Regions from separate parts of the Mus musculus genome. Here region 1 is linked to region 2. The links are chromatin contacts, called in public HiChIP or PLAC-seq maps. All regions are on one chromosome and are shown on one strand. The core of a region is the stretch at or near the end of the contact, and the rest is flanking DNA. Distances in the headings are between cores, read along the strand shown.

Region 1 (2,718 bases), core at 51-2,550, 80 kb before region 2:
ACTCCCAAATCTGAGAACAGTTGAATTGGCGGGGGGGGGGGGGGGGGGGGGGCACCGGAAGTGGCGGCCACCTCAGCAGACCACTATGGGGAACAAGGGCCCAGAGAGAAAAGAAGTCCTTCCAAGTGTCCCAGGCAAGCTGCAACTCATGGATATGGGAGAGGATTGCCCAGGGTCTTCCTGCAGGGCTTAGGGCCTGCAGCCAGAACATCAGGGCATACAGGGGCTGAAATAGTTCCCGGGGGATAAGAAAGGCTGGAGAGTCAAGCTATTCTGTCGGAGAGGTGGGCTCAGCAGCTTCAAGATGTGATCTGGCCAGGTGAGGTGAAATGGAGGGCAGATTCTAAGGGAACACCAGGATCCCCTACAAATCCTGGAGCCATATGCCCAAATTTGGAAGTGTCTAGTAAGACCCACCAGAGTTTAGACAAAAGGGGGTGGGGCGGGAGTGGGGCGGGGGTGGGGGGAAGCAGAAGCCAGATTCTCTCTAAAGGAGAGTTTCATCGACCACACCTGTACTCAAGATTCCCCAACCAGCAGCCAAATCAAACCCACTTTCATAGGACTGAAAGCGGGGGTTATCAACACTTGTGAGATGGGGGCTCAGAGAGGGAAAGGCGGCTGGCTCAAGGCCACACTGCAAGTTGGTGGTGGGATCTGGATTCGAGGTCAGTAGGAAGCATCTAACTAAGACCCTGAAAAACTGGGAAGGAGCCGGGTTGGCTTAGGAGAAGCAAAATTCAGAGTGGGACCTCTGCATCTTGCTAAGAGCCTCTGCGGCTCCCGGAAAGGTGAGCATCTCCGGAAAGACAGCAGGTCCTTCCTCTGACCCGCATCAGGGAGCCTTTCTCCCGGACCACACCACGAACCGTCTGGTGCTCAGCAGACTGTTCAATTCCTCAAGCTCTCCAAGTTGAGTAACTCACAGCCTCCCGCGAGGGTCACCAAGTTTTTCCACTACTTTAGACAATTAGGCTCCTGGGTCTTGGACCACACCCTCGGCGGGGCCGGGCGGGGGGCACCAGCTCCCCTCCCCCCTCAGGGTGCTGTCAACCAGCGCCAGCACTTTGGGTTCCCTCCCGGGACACACCCAGCCGCGACACCCCGGGGTGACCGCACACCAGCATGGACCCGACCAGGTCCCTTCAGTCCTGGACCCCGTGTCCCGCAGCGACTCTGCACACTCACCGCGCTAGGGAGGCCTCAGATCAGGGCGTATGGACAGACGCAGCTCGAAGCCCGTTAGCCTAGCAGCAGCCGCAGCGCAGGCTGGGCGCACGGTGGAGGGGGACACGTGGCGCGCAGGGGCCAATCGGATTCGCTCGCTGCCCGCCCCGCCCTGTCCAGCCCCACCCCGAGTGCTTCTTTTTTGGAGTTTGGGTGTCACCGGCTGCAGGGGAAGGGCATGGGGGAGGGCGCCCTCGGGGGAAACCTGCCACCTCTTACCTGGGTCGTTTCTGACCCCAGCCCTGACGTCACCTCCAGAGGGTAGGGGATTTGGCAAAGGTCACGCTGCCACCCAGAAATAGAAGTCAAATTAATGTCCTGTTCTGGACACATTCTCCAACATTCCTGCTACTCACCAAAGCTTTGTTGAGAAATTTGAAGCTTGCCAAAATTGAAGTTGAGACCTTACCTGACTGATCAGATTTCACGCCTTCCTGCCCTATCGGGTCACAGGCGTAGTCACCTACTTTGCAAGGAAGGAAAGACCAGAGAAGACCGCGCCTCGCCCAGGGTCACTCAGCTTGCAGATTGTGGGGTTGGAAATCTAATTTAGATTTGGCCTTGGGGAGTGGGTTCTGGTTGAAGAGGGAGTGATAGGAGGACCAGAAGTTGTCATCCAGGTCTGTGTGGAAAAGCGGTACAACCTCTGGAAAACAGATAGCCCAGCTTTGATAGAGAAATCTCCCTCAACCCCCAACCCCCGCCCCCACCCCGCCCCCACTGCCTGGTGGCCACAGCGGACAGCAGACTTCTGTTTGTTAATAAGTTCCTTGAGTTTCTTTAAAGGGTCATCCTCAGGAGCCAACTAGCTGCCTCAGAAGGCCAAGGTGCTTGCTGCCCTACAGGGGGCTCGCACATATTTTTTGCACTTCAATAAAGAAAATGTAATTTTTAAAAGTTAAAAGTTTAAAAAATATTATCTCCAGAATCTGTCACTCGTTCAGAGAGTAGTAAGCATCTTCCAAGATCTAGTTGGAAAATTGTCCTCCGTTTGTTTGTTGCTTGTTTGTTTTTCATTTCACCCAAAGAACACTTACTGAACCTCTGGTGCAAGCTAGAGCAAACTGAACAGGTGAGCTCTGCTGCCCAGCCCCACCCTTGGGACCTGCCAATAGACAGAGGTTTAGATTTCTCTATGGGAAGCCTGGGGCTAAGGTGGAGGAAGCACTTGGGGCAAAGCAAGTGGGGCAGTGTCACCTTCAGAACGAGAATGATGCCATTACAACTTTTGAGAGGAGCAGATTATCAGCAGAGCCTGCATCCCAGCACTGAGAGGCTGGAGCAGGAGGATCCGGAATTCAAGGTCATCACTGGCATCAAGGCCAGCCTGGGCTACACGAGACTGTCTCAGAAAACATGCAATAATAATGGTCTGGGGGTTGTGGCTCAGTTTGTAGAGTGTTTGGCATGCACGAAGCCCTGGGTTGGATAGCCAGTACCACATGAAATCAGAATTACGGGTTCATACCTGTAATCCCAGCACTCAGAAGC
Region 2 (2,700 bases), core at 100-2,599:
ACTCACTGTGTAGACCAAGATGACCCTGAACTCAGGGACCCACCTGCCTCTGGCTCCTGAGTGCTGGAATCAAAGGCGTGAACCTCCACATTAAGGGAATGGAGCAGACAACCTGAAGGGGTGTCTGATGATTAATCCCTGGTTAGTTTGAGTAACAGAAAAGATGACAATGCATTTGAGTCTTTTAAATAAGAACCCAGGATAGAGTCTACTGTGCACAGTGGAACCCCAAGGAAAAGAAGATAGAGAAAAAAGCCAGCAGCCTCAGGAGTAAATGTCACCCACTGACAAGAGTCTCATGTGGATGTTAAGCTGGGCATAAAATAGCACAAAAACCAAGTATCTGCACTGTTTAAGTCTTACCTAGCAGGGCGTGGTGGCTCACACCTGCAATCCCAGCCCTTATGAAGATTTTAAATTCAAGTTAGCCTGGGCTATAAAACTAACACTATAAAATGAGCAGTTACTGAAGGGTATGCGCCATTTCTCTGAGATGCTCTTAGTATGTCATCTCAATATAACTATGGTCAGATAATCCCAAGCAGCTCTTCAAGGTTGCCAAGGCCACGAATAATAAGGAATGATCTAGAAACAGCCACATGCATACCGGGAGAGAATACAGACACTGTCTGAGATCCTCATTTCAGATGTCGGATTAGACTAGCATTTCAGCTGTGTTGACGTGGGTGTGGCTGTGGAGGGTCTTAGCATTAATGACAGGTGATGTGACATTTGAGCTATTTCTGTCTTGCTTTAGAAGTTTTTCAAAATAAAAAGAGACTGTTTTGTGAAAGTTTCTGTTAATTTCTTTTACATTTATTTACTGTGTATGTGCGCAAAAGAGGAAAGAGTATTCAGGCACTTGTTCCATGGTGCATTTGTGGTCAGAGGATAACTTTGGGGAGGGAGTCAGTCTCTCCTACTGTGGCTTGGGAATTAAGCAGAGGCCAGTTTGGGTGGTAAGTACTTTTACCTACTGAGCCATTCCGATACCCATATCATTGAAAAATTATTTTTATTTAGCACACACTATTCACTTTTTGTTTTTCTTCTTTTTCTCTTCAAGACAGGGTTTCTCTGTGTTGCCCTGGCTGTCCTGTAACTTACTTTGTAGACTAGGCTGGCCATGAACTCACAGAAAACCACCTGCCTCTGCCTCCAGAGTGCTGGGGTTAAAGAGGAGTTTCACATTCTTCCTGCAATTATTCCATTACTTTGTTGTATCTTCAAACACAATTGGTTGATTCTTCCCCCTTCCCCGCCCCTTCCCTTTCGGTGCCTTTCCGTGTTCACATCACATGTAACTTACTGCCCTCCCCCACAGCACCCAGTTCTCCATTCTACAGTCCCCTTTTCTGTTTCATTCTCTGTACCCGCAGGACACACACAGAACCTTCTCAAGAGGAAGAAAGGCCATAGAGCTGAGCCTGCTCTTAAGTCACTTCAGCCTGGGAAGGAGATAGTACACAGATCTGTTTGCAACACCCAGGCTCTGGGGGAAGGAGGCAGCTGTCACAAGCTCTGAAGGGAGATTGGTCCGAATGGAATGCAGAACTGTACTCTCAGCACTGAGGTGTGGGGCGTTGGGCTATACACATACAGTCTGGTTTTCAGTCAAGTTGAGGTCTGAACCCTGGGACCTGGTGGTGATAATTCACCTACATGAGACCGAAGAAGTTCTCTCATGCTCCTGGAACCCTGGCTCCTGTCGAAGTTACCACCCCCTCAGCCCCCACAAGAGAAGCATGGCTAGAAGTCACGTAGGCAATAGCCCAAACTTCTGACCTTCAGGCTAAACTCCTCCCCAGTTACCTAGCAACAGTAAAGATACAGCATACCATAAGAGGGGCTGCTTGGCCTCACCTCGCTCTTACTCCTCCCTCCCCTCCCCTCCCCTCCCCTCCCCTCCCCTCCCCCCCCTCCCCTCTCTTCCTCTCCCTCTTACTCACTAGCCTTCTCTCTTCTTTCCCCCTTCTTTCCTCTTGGCCATGGCTGGCCTCTCTCTTTTACCTTCTCCCTTTCTCTGTGATCCTCTTGCTTCAGTTTCCTGAGTGCTGGGATTACAGCCATGTGCCACCATGCCTTAGAATGATAACTAATCAAAAAAGTCTTTGTAATCTTTGTGTTTGTGTGCTATGTGTGCAGGTAAGTATGGGCACATGTGCTACAGTGGATGTCTGGAGGTTAGAGGGCAACCTCAGGTGTTGGATGTCCTTGTGTTCCAGCTTGTTTGTGACAGAGTCTCTGTTGTTCAGCTCTGCATGTGCCAGACTAGCTGCCCCTGGACTTCCAGAATTCTGTCTCTGCTTCCCGACTGTCTGTAGGAGAATGGAGATTACAGACTCATGCGGTCATGCTTGGCTTTAAGTCATACTGGGGATTTAGACTCAGGTTATCAGGCTTGTGTGGCAAGTGCTTTTCCCATTGAAGCTTCTTCTCAGCCCTCTAAATATTAAAAAAGAAAATTTTAATTTAGTGTGTGTGTGTGTGTGTGTGTGTGTGTGCATGCCTGTGCCATAGGGGTTGTGTGGAGGTCAGAGGACAGCATCTGGAAATGGGTTCTCTCCTTCCACCATGTGAGTACTAGAGATTGAACTTGAGTCTTGAGTTGTCAGGTTCTGCAGCAGACCCTTTACCCGCTGAACCATCTCCCTGCTCTCTCTCCCCTAGAACTTTAAAACATTTATTTTGAGATAGGCT

What was found. HiChIP or PLAC-seq counts read pairs in DNA pulled down with a chosen protein or histone mark.
Region 1: a contact with region 2 is called in an H3K27ac HiChIP or PLAC-seq map of embryonic stem cells, with 6 read pairs. The contact joins the promoter of Anxa6 here to the enhancer-like site in region 2. A contact is called at or near these places in 1 of 15 datasets of contacts at CTCF or cohesin (CD8 T cells), 4 of 115 datasets of contacts at active chromatin or transcription factors (CD8 T cells, the SCID.adh cell line, effector CD8 T cells and 1 more) and 2 of 9 other capture datasets (adipose tissue and liver).

Annotation. Positions count from the first base shown.
Region 1 is chr11:55,032,171-55,034,888 of GRCm38.p6, forward strand. Anxa6 (annexin A6) reads right to left here and starts at 1,301. Exons shown (of 26, transcript NM_013472.5): 1 at 1,189-1,301.
Region 2 is chr11:55,112,237-55,114,936 of GRCm38.p6, forward strand. It overlaps Gm2a (GM2 ganglioside activator protein), which reads left to right. Exons shown (of 4, transcript NM_010299.3): 4 at 1-793. Among named protein-coding and RNA genes, the nearest start is that of Gm2a, 16 kb to the left of the region's middle. Within about 2 kb of position 1,350, at least 123 of the 459 cell types and tissues checked have an H3K27ac peak or open chromatin away from gene starts, as enhancers often do. A contact at or near this core is called in CD8 T cells, adipose tissue and embryonic stem cells, where this site is marked.